Linked DNA regions of Sus scrofa: region 2 is linked to region 1. The links are chromatin contacts, called in public Hi-C maps. All regions are on one chromosome and are shown on one strand. The core of a region is the stretch at or near the end of the contact, and the rest is flanking DNA. Distances in the headings are between cores, read along the strand shown. Region 1 overlaps LOC106504490 (a long non-coding RNA gene). Region 2 holds the start of ARRDC4 (arrestin domain-containing protein 4).

Region 1 (4,763 bases), core at 1,257-3,756:
GATCCTTGAGCCACTGAACAAGGCCAGGGATTGAACATTTCCCTAGAGTAAATGTTTTTTTTTTTTTTTTTAAGGGAAAGGAAAAAGCTATTCACGAGACAGTTAACACAATTACAAAAAGTACATGTATAGGTTTTTTTTTTCATAAATATGTGTTATTCACACTGTTTTCTCTTGTTCTTTTTTATGTTATAGTTCAGTTCAACATGTAACAGTTTAACATTAAAAAGTTCATCTTAGAAGTCTTGCCCTATCACTGTGTGCAGAATGTATCTCATTCATTTTAATAGCTGGTTAGTTTTCCAGTGTGAGTATATACCATAACTTGTGTAATTTGCTCCCTATTGGTTTCTAATCTTTTGTTATTACACAGTGGTAATGAATATTTTGTAGAGTACTGTACTATGTACTGTACTTTGTACTGTTACTGGAACTACTAAATTACAGGGTATATGCATTTTTAATGTAGGAAGCCATTTCATTTCCATCATAGGAATTGAACCAGTGTAAACCCCTAGAAGTGGTACATGAGAATACCAATTTCTCCACATCCTTTCCAGTGTATGTCTTAAATATTTTAATTTTTGACAAACTTATAGTGAAAGCAGATGTTTTTAGTTTTAATTACATTTGTCTTATTATTAATGAGACATCAATATGTATTGTTCCTTGCTTGTGAGCTGTTTGCACATCCACATATTAGAGTGTTTGGTACAGTGGCATCATCTATTGTGTGGGCTTTTACTGCAAAAGCTTGAGAACTCTTGGCTTGGCCTCAGGGAAGCCACCAGTACTGAGCAGTCACTGTAAAGAGGCACAAGCAAGCATGGCCTGCCTTCCACAAGCAATTGGAAGTGGTGAGAGAGAGCTTCAGGTAGAGACAGGGCCATTGTTTTTGGGAACTGCCTTCAGAGCCAGTTTCTGGAAAATCAACCTTGCTTCCTTAAATCCATTACAAGTTGTTTTTCATCACATCCTGTCACCCAAATTGTTTACTTCCCCTGGTGTACCAGATTTTGTTCTAAAGAGGCCTCAGATTCTGCAGGTTACCAAACGCTTTGGGCACTGTCAGCATGTGACTCACCAGCTGACAAGGTGGTCACATGTCCCTCCTGTGTACCAAGTAGCCAGTCACATAGTCCTGGTGACTAAGTCCCTGCTAGATTTTTCTTAGCACTAAATACAGGTAAAGGCATGGCTCATCATGCTTTAGGGAATAGAAGGTTAGATTTTCTAGAATGGGACTATGGCCCATAAAGAGGCTTTGCCAAATTTTCTTGGAATTAAATTACAGTGTATGCCCAAATGTAAAGAGAAAGTCCTTCCTTCCCCCAAATCATCTTTCAGAAAGGAGGGAATTGCCCTATAATCAAATCCTTCCAAATTCTCTTCTATTACAGACAGCCTCTTAATTACTGAATTATGATGTATTTTGTAGAGAACCCAGAGTAGCTTTAATTGATTTCAATAGATTCTAGTTTGTGATGCCTGTAGAGGTCTCTAGAAAGAATTAGTGAGAGAGAGGGAGAGGGAAAGACTATTAGTACAAGAGTAGTGATTATCCTTAGGGAAAAGACCTCACTTTCCCAAGTTTTGTTAATTGTAGATTAGCCTTTGAAAGATCCTTCAAAAGGATATTTTTTTGTCAGATCACTGCAGGAGAACTGGGGGAAAATGATTCCTGATATTGTGTCACTGGATCCTTATAGCTTGGAATAAAATTTAGAATGATCACATCATTTGCAGATTTAGAAAATTCATTATCTTAACCCGGATAGAAGGGAAGTTGACATCTCTGGAAAATGGTATGTGATCACTGAAAAACAGGTTCCAGAGATGCTGGAGAAATGGTTGTTGAAACATGTGAACATTTTGAATAAAATTATGTTATGAAACATTTAGAGAGGAAAAAAAAAGGCAATCTTAAAAATAATACCTTATTCTATGAAATGTGAGATTTAAATTATCTATGTCTAAGTTATTTGACTATGTAATCTGAAATAGTACAAGTTGATTTGAATTAGTTTAGAGTGTTAAATTACAATCACATTGAGATAATGGAGTTTCCCTTATACTCAGAAGATGGAGCACTTTTTTTCCCCCTGGTAATATTTACAGGCTCCATAGAGAGGAGAGGAATCAGAAGGGAGAATCCAATTATGTTCACAATCTACAATAAGGAATATGGAGAAATACTGCCTAATTTACAGTGTGGTGCCAATTTCTGCTGTACAGCAAAGTGACTCAGTCATACACACACACACACATACACACACACACACACACACACACACACTTATATACGCATTCCTTTTTAAATACTATTTTCCACCAAGATCTATCCCAGGAGATTGGATTGATAGTATTTTTAATTATTACAAAAATAATACTATTGATTCCCATTATTTGTGGACTCCATATTTGCAAATTCACCTATTCACTAAAACTGATTTGTCACCCAAATCAATACTTGGTAAATTGCCAAGGTCACTCATGGACATGCACAGTGTGGTGAAAAAAAATTGAAATGCACATGTTCTGGGCTAAGGTCAAACAAAGTGATGCTCTGCCTTCCTGTTTCAGTCCTCACACTCGAGTTACAGTTTTATGGTTTTTATACAACAGTCAAGTACAGTGCTAAAGCGCTGGTTAGTGTTCCTAAAGGCAAGAAAGCTGTGAAGTTCCTTATGAAGAGAATATGTGTTTTGGGATGAGCTTTGTTCAGGCAATGATAGAGCCACTGGTCAGGAGTTTAGTGTTAATAAGTCAACTACTTATATTACACAGTGTCTTTAAACAGAAGTACACATAAAACAAAGTTATATATTGAGTGGTTGATAAAAATGTGACTAAAGGCTCACAGGAATCTACTCTTTTATTTCTCCTTGAGTAATGGTTGAAGATTTGCTAATTCAGTGTTCACAGACCCAGTGAAGAACGTGACTACCAGAGATAAGGACACCTGACTGGGTACATGTAACGTTCCATTGGTGGCATACATTTCATTTGTATACATACATTTCTATATGTTGCCAATATTTTTTCAGGACATTTAACAACCTTAAGATTATTTTCTAAAACTCAGTGTACAGGGATTAATTCACCATAATAGAACTGGGTCGAAAAGATTTAAAAATTTTACTTTGGGTCCAAGAAGTGAGGAAGTTAATGAGAGAATGTTTCAGCTATGTGAATGGAAAAGGAGAAAGCCAAGTGAAGTTTTCACTTTTCTTCCAGATGTTTGACAGGATGCTGACAGTCATATCTATCTGAGGTCATATTTATTTGGTTCCTAAAACAATACTTTTCACCATCCTGTTTATAATGTGAAGGAAAAGAAGTACAGAACTTAGAACAGGTACAAAGTCTACCCACATGGGCATTTCCTAATGAGTGTTCTGTATAAAACGAGTTCCAGAAAGTGATGGTAGGTGTTACTCGTGGGGTGCAGTTCAAATTTGCCGTCACTGTGAGACTCAAGTGTAAGGAAGTCCTTATTAACTCTCATGGCCCATATCTAATTAAATGTGACCCTGAAATCCCATGTACCTGTGAGGTAAGAAATTTAGGCATGTTTATTTCCAAGGCATCCGCCTCCTTCCTTTGCTCCAGGCAAGTTTTCAGGGCACTCACACATATAGGAATACTTGGGGAAGTCTCTCCGAGGTTAGTACACACTGAATCCCACTGTTCTGCTCAGGTTCTAAGCCAGTGTGCCCCCAGTGGTGGGGGCTGGGGCAGACCAGTGCAGCTTCCTGCTTCCAGCCAGATCAGGCCATTTGACACCTGCTTAGGTTAAGCTGCAGAAGAACAGGGCCCATCCCTGTATGTCCACTGTCCCCTCACTGGTATCCTGCACCCACCCCACCCCTCAGGACAGAAACTCCAAATACTGACCTGTTTCTGTTTGGAAAATCTCTTTTCCCCAAGGCTAGTTCCTCCAAACCTCAGGACACTTTCAGTTCTTCCATTGATTTGTTTTTCAAGTGTTTATCGTAGAATCATTTTTGAAAATGTTATTAGAATATAGTTGGCTTACAAAGTTGTATTAATTTCAGGCATATAGCAAAATAAATCAATCATACAGATATATATATCCATCCCTTTTCAGATTCTTTTCCCATATAGGTTACTAACAGTACTGAGTAAATTTCCCTGTGCTATATAGTAGGTTTCCCTTATCTGTCTATTCTACATAAAGTATATATATCATCTCCCAAACACCCTAATTTAGCCCCCCCAACCATGTTTCCTTTGGTAAACATAAGATTGGATTGAAATCTTTTAAACTTGACCTTAGGCATAAGGAAAATCCCAAGCCTCCAATACAAAGGCCTAGGATAGGGACCATAACCCTCTTTTATTTGACCCTATTATGGGCATAAAAATGTTTCTCACTCTCAATAAATTTTGTCTCCATCCTCTGTAAAATAGGTGAGAGGATGCTCAAGTCAAAAGAAATTTGTCAAAGCAGTGGATTTACTTATTTCGTAACTTCTCGCAGCCTTTACTATGCACTGTGAATCTCCCAGAGGAGGTTGGAGAGGGGAGTGCATCTCAAATGTATTGAACGCTGGAGCTTCTTGCATGTGCAGCACCTCTTGGGGTTGGGCTGGTAATTGGCTGAATGTACCTGGGTATTCAAGGAGGTAAATGACTTCTGAAGGCCATGAAGTTGCCTGGTGATGGGTTTCCTCTTCTTGAGAATATTTCTCCAGCAAAAGATAAAGTCATTTATCCCAGGTCTTTCTTCATGTGTTTGG
Region 2 (4,763 bases), core at 864-3,363, 95 kb after region 1:
AACTGTTACAATACATTCTAAAACAAGATTTTCAGGTTGTCTAGCGTTCACCATTCTATTCCATCAGAATGACAAAACATAATCTTACTTGCAATTCAAAACACTATTTGATAGCCCATATTTTAGCAAAAAAAAAAAAAAAAATTGCTAACCCCAGGTCCAACTACTATTAACTTACGTCTATTTACTCAGTAGTTATGGGCACAGAGATACAGAAAGTCCAAAGTCCTGGACAAAAACCAATTTACTTTCCTCTTCATTGCCCTTGACTCCAGTCAGCCATCTTGAAAATCCATGAGGTCTGTTACATCTTGGGGGGGGGGGCTTGATTCTGGAAACCACATTGATCAAAGGGCATAAGGCAAGTAAGAGCTCTCACCTAACACTGCACTTGTTTATCCAAAAGAGGCCTTTGGTTCATATACATTTTCCTCATTAAAATTTTTGGGATCACTTGATTCCCACATACCTTGAAGATTTAACTATTAACGGTCCACTCCTTTACAGTAGGACATGGCAAAACTGTATATACTACTGATTTTATATAAGTCAGAGCAAAGGTTAAACACTGATACACTGCATTTTACTCTTTGCAGGTAGAGAGTCTATACTATTATATTTAATTTTACAGATAACTGCTGAAGCTGGTAAGATGGAAAGGTAAAATAGTTTAAAGTAGCTTCTACCACCCTAAAGAAGACTAATACTTATTGTTACTAGTAATTCATGATTAACGGAATTGATTTTTGCATCTAATATTGATGGAATACCCATGTGGTGAGTTTCCACATGGATACTTACAGAAAAACCTGTATCATTAACCGGGCTTCACAAGAGTATATAAAAAAAAAAAGGGTCATCATTCCTCCAGAAACTCTTACAGTGCCCAGATCCTATGGTCACTAAAGGTCTATGAGGGTGACAGTACTGGAGGAAGGAAGATGATGCAAAGTAAACAAAAAGAAACGAAGAATAAATTTAAAGAATGTAAGATAGAGGCAGAACTCCAAAGAGGGAAACCAAGTATGATGGTCAAGTCACTTCCCTTGAATTCCTACTGCTCAGGAACTACTTCCCTCCTTCCAAGACTGAGGTTTTGCTAACTCATCATGAACCAAGAACAAGCCTCTAGGTCCAGGATGGGGAGAAGGGAAGGCCCATAAAAACACTGGGCATCCCAGAATGAAACCCGTTGACTCTGATCTCCCCTCCATTCTTTAGGCCAGAGGGACACGACTTAGACTCCCAGATCCTTCATTTCAAACTGCTCATCATAGGTTCCCATGGCAACGGCTCACTCTAAGAGCTGTCCAAGACGGTCCCTGACTAGGGACCAGGTGCCGGTCAGACCCCAGCGAGCCAGGGGCGGGTTGCCAGGTAGAGGTGGGCATAACCTCCCTGGTGCTATGAAGTGTGGGACGCAGGCATTGTTGCCCGCCGGTCAAGGCGACCAAAATGAAGCTCTGGCAACCATGTGGGCGGACCCCATCTCCGGAAGCTCTCCCTCTCCGCCCACCTAGCTGGTGGGCATCCACCAGCTCGCCCCCGCCCAGTCCCGCCAGCCCTTCTTTGGGGCCGCGGGCCATGCTCACCAGCCGGAGGCTCGCGGAGGCTCAGGCGCACGTTCAAGTACTCAACCTCGGAGGCTGCTGCCGGGGCCGCTGCGCCGGCGCTCGGGCCCCAGGCGGCGGTGGCACGGCCGTGGGCCTCCAAGCGCAGCGCGCGCAGGGTCACTGGCTCGGCTGCCTCCAGCAGTACATGCCCCGCCACCCTCTCGCCGCTGGAATAGCAACCCTTGCGCTCGTCCTCGAACACCAGACCCAGGCTCTTCACGCGGCCCTCGGAGCCTACCACCGCCGCCGCGGACCCCGCCTCGCCTCCCATCCTGCCGGGCGACGTGGCCGCGCCAAAGAGGTCGGCAGCGGCCGGGAGCTGGGGCCGGGAGCAGAGTGGCGCCGATGTCACGGGCGCCAACCGCACGCCGAAGGCCCCCGTGGCCGCTGTGCTGTGCCCCGTGGAGCCTCGGCGCGCCGTAGGGCCTGTAGCTTTAACAAACCCAGCTGGGAATGGAAAGGGGCAGGGACAGCCCACCCCCTGCCCGCGCCCATAGGCCGGCTGTGAGCCCCGCGGCGTGTGGATTGGTTGTAAATGGCTTCTGAGTCATTTCATTGGCGCCCCCGCGCAGGACCTGGCGCAGGAGGGCAGTGCGTGATCAAGGAGAGGTGACCAATCAGGATACGCAAGTGTGCACGTGCACAGTCCGTTTATTGGCTGAAGCAAGGCACAGTCCTGGGACAGTGACCAATAGTGAGGCGGTGCGCCCATGTGGACAGGTAGTGGGAAACAATATTAGTTTGGGAGGGGGCGGAACCGGGAATCTCCGGCTCGGGGTTTGTCAGTCGTTCCTATGGTTACAAACGGGGGCGGGGTTTCTAGCATCTCCTGGCCTGTTTGCAGGCGTCTCTGAGGTTCGCACGAGAACGCGAAGTTGTGGCTGCAAGTGGCTTCTGTTTAATATGACATCTGCAATACTTGAGAGGAAGTAGATGCCCTGGAAATAGGAACTCAGCATTTACTGCCTTTTGAAATTTGGGGCCAGCCACCCAGGAACTTAGTAAACAACTTGGCATCTCTTAACCTCCAGCTTCCTGAGCACCGCCTCTCCCGGTTTCAGACTTCCCACAGACCTGAAGAATGAAGGCAGTGGTTCTCAACCTGGAACAACCCTAAGTAGTTGTGCTGCCAACCTCGGCTCGCAGCCTCTCTAAGCCAAGCCGGGAATGGCTGGAATAGTCATTCTTCCTGCTTTAAATAAAGTCATCAATCAGGTTTTTCTAAACAACATCTGCCACCCGAGTTTCTGCCCCACCCAAAAGGATTTCCTGACCTCAATATCATAGTCCACGAAAATTTCCAGTTGCCTTGATGACGTGTTCTCCACGCTCATGCCTCCTTTCGCTTCGGTTTCATTTTCTTTCTTCATTCCTTCTCTATTCTGTGCCTTTTTCTTTTTATCATCTAGCATCAATGCACCATCTGGCCTTCATATTCTCATCCTTATAAATTCTTCCCTTATAAAAATACCAAGTTTGTGAGCGCTAACGAATTGATCAATCTCACATTGGAATTTAAAAGTCATTCTTGATGGAGCTGTTTCATTTATTTATTTATTTATTTATTTCGTCTTTTTTTGCTATTTCTTGGGCCGCTCCCGCGGCATATGGAGGTTTCCAGGCTAGGGGTCGAATCGGAGCTGTAGCCACTGGCCTACGCCAGAGCCACAGCAACGCGGGATCCGAGCCGCGTCTGCAACCTACACCACAGCTCACAGCAACGCCGGATCGTTAACCCACTGAGCAAGAGCAGGGACCGAACCCTCAACCTCATGGTTCCTAGTCGGGTTCGTTAGCCACTGCGCCACGACGGGAACTCCCTATTTATTTATTAAATAACCCTAAAGATTGCTTTACTGTTCTGTGTTTAGAGTATTAATGTGGAAATTTAATAAAGCTTCACAAGTCCAACATTTTCTTATCACCTCCTAAAAAAAATGGGAAAGGCCACAAATCGAGCTCCGTATAAATTTCCGAAATGGCTGTTATGCTCTTTTTCACTTTATCTAGACTAGCCCCCAACATGCTCTTACTCTGCCGCTTTCTATAAAATACAACCTGACCTTATATATTTATTTGCATAAGGTCAATCACTCTTACTTTTAGCACAGAACTTTTCTCCTTATTGTTGTACCTCTAGTTCCTAACTCAGAGTTCAGCAAAGTTCAGCACACAATAAGCACTGGATTAGGTGTTTGTTGGCTGATTGAATGCGTGAATGTCAATCCATGCAGTATTATTGGTCCCTCTAGAGGCAGATGTTCTCCATTCAAGGAACTGGCTAGGAAAGGGGGGAGGACAATGGCCCTAATAGTGCCCAGAAGGCAGAATTGCCCAGATAGAATTCTGTGCCTGAGGACACGAGACTCCGTGCTGGTTTGTCAGTTAATGCTATTCTGACCAGGGTAGCAGAAAGCTTGGCCAACGTGGCTTAAATGGTAAGAATATTTATTTACTTAATAAGTTGTTCAGTAGTAAACACTCCCAGGGATGGTGCATCAGACTCCTTTTATCTTTTTCATCTGCATCACTGCTCTTCCTCCCTGGTGGCTTCAGTTACCACTGTTCTAAGTGTGCCATCTTCATATAACAAAATTCAAAAATTAAAGCAAGGGAGTCTATATCCATCAAAAAAAGGGAGGGGGATTTTTTTTTTCTTCTTCTTTGTCCTCTCAGAGGGAAAATATATTTCCTAGATGCCCACAGACTTCTTACATGTCGTTGGCCAAAACTGAGTCACTCATGCACCAGTAGGTCATTAACTGGCAAAAAGAAGTGAGATTTTCACAGTTCACTCAGACCAGTGATTTCTTTCCTCTGAAAGGCTGAATAAAGTCAGAGTTCTGTTAACAAGGAAGAAGGCAAATGACTGTTGAGTAGTCAACCTGGAGCAATTTGACTGGCTTGTGTGGGTCTGGCCTCATGTGCTATAGAGCAGAACCCCTCAGCCAAACCTTAAAAAAGGAAAATATTTAACAGAAACTATTGTACAACTAGGCAGAAGGTAGTTTATAGAATGACCAACCTTACCCACAGATAAAATTCCATTTTTATTGTACATATATTATTATGACTATTTAAGTTCAGCTAACATTAATATAGCAGCATAGAGAAGTTTAAAAAAATCCAATCCGACAGTCCCTGTCTTTT

The links. Hi-C and Micro-C count contacts between places; a contact is called where the count stands out from the background.
Region 2: a Hi-C map of liver shows a contact between it and region 1, with 1.4 times the contacts expected there. The contact joins the promoter of ARRDC4 here to the enhancer-like site in region 1. A contact is called at or near these places in 2 of 5 promoter capture datasets (fetal liver and liver), 3 of 47 Hi-C or Micro-C datasets (alveolar macrophages, embryonic fibroblasts and liver) and 1 of 2 datasets of contacts at active chromatin or transcription factors (alveolar macrophages).

The regions. Positions count from the first base shown.
Region 1 is chr7:81,572,000-81,576,762 of Sscrofa11.1, forward strand. All of the region lies in intron 1 of LOC106504490 (a long non-coding RNA gene), which reads left to right. Among named protein-coding and RNA genes, the nearest start is that of ARRDC4, 95 kb to the right of the region's middle. Within about 2 kb of position 2,507, at least 2 of the 83 cell types and tissues checked have an H3K27ac peak or open chromatin away from gene starts, as enhancers often do. A contact at or near this core is called in liver, where this site is marked.
Region 2 is chr7:81,667,471-81,672,233 of Sscrofa11.1, forward strand. ARRDC4 (arrestin domain-containing protein 4) reads right to left here and starts at 2,114. Exons shown (of 8, transcript XM_005656327.2): 1 at 1,593-2,114. The coding sequence starts at 1,884. The region is part of intron 2 of LOC106504490 (a long non-coding RNA gene); the gene reads left to right.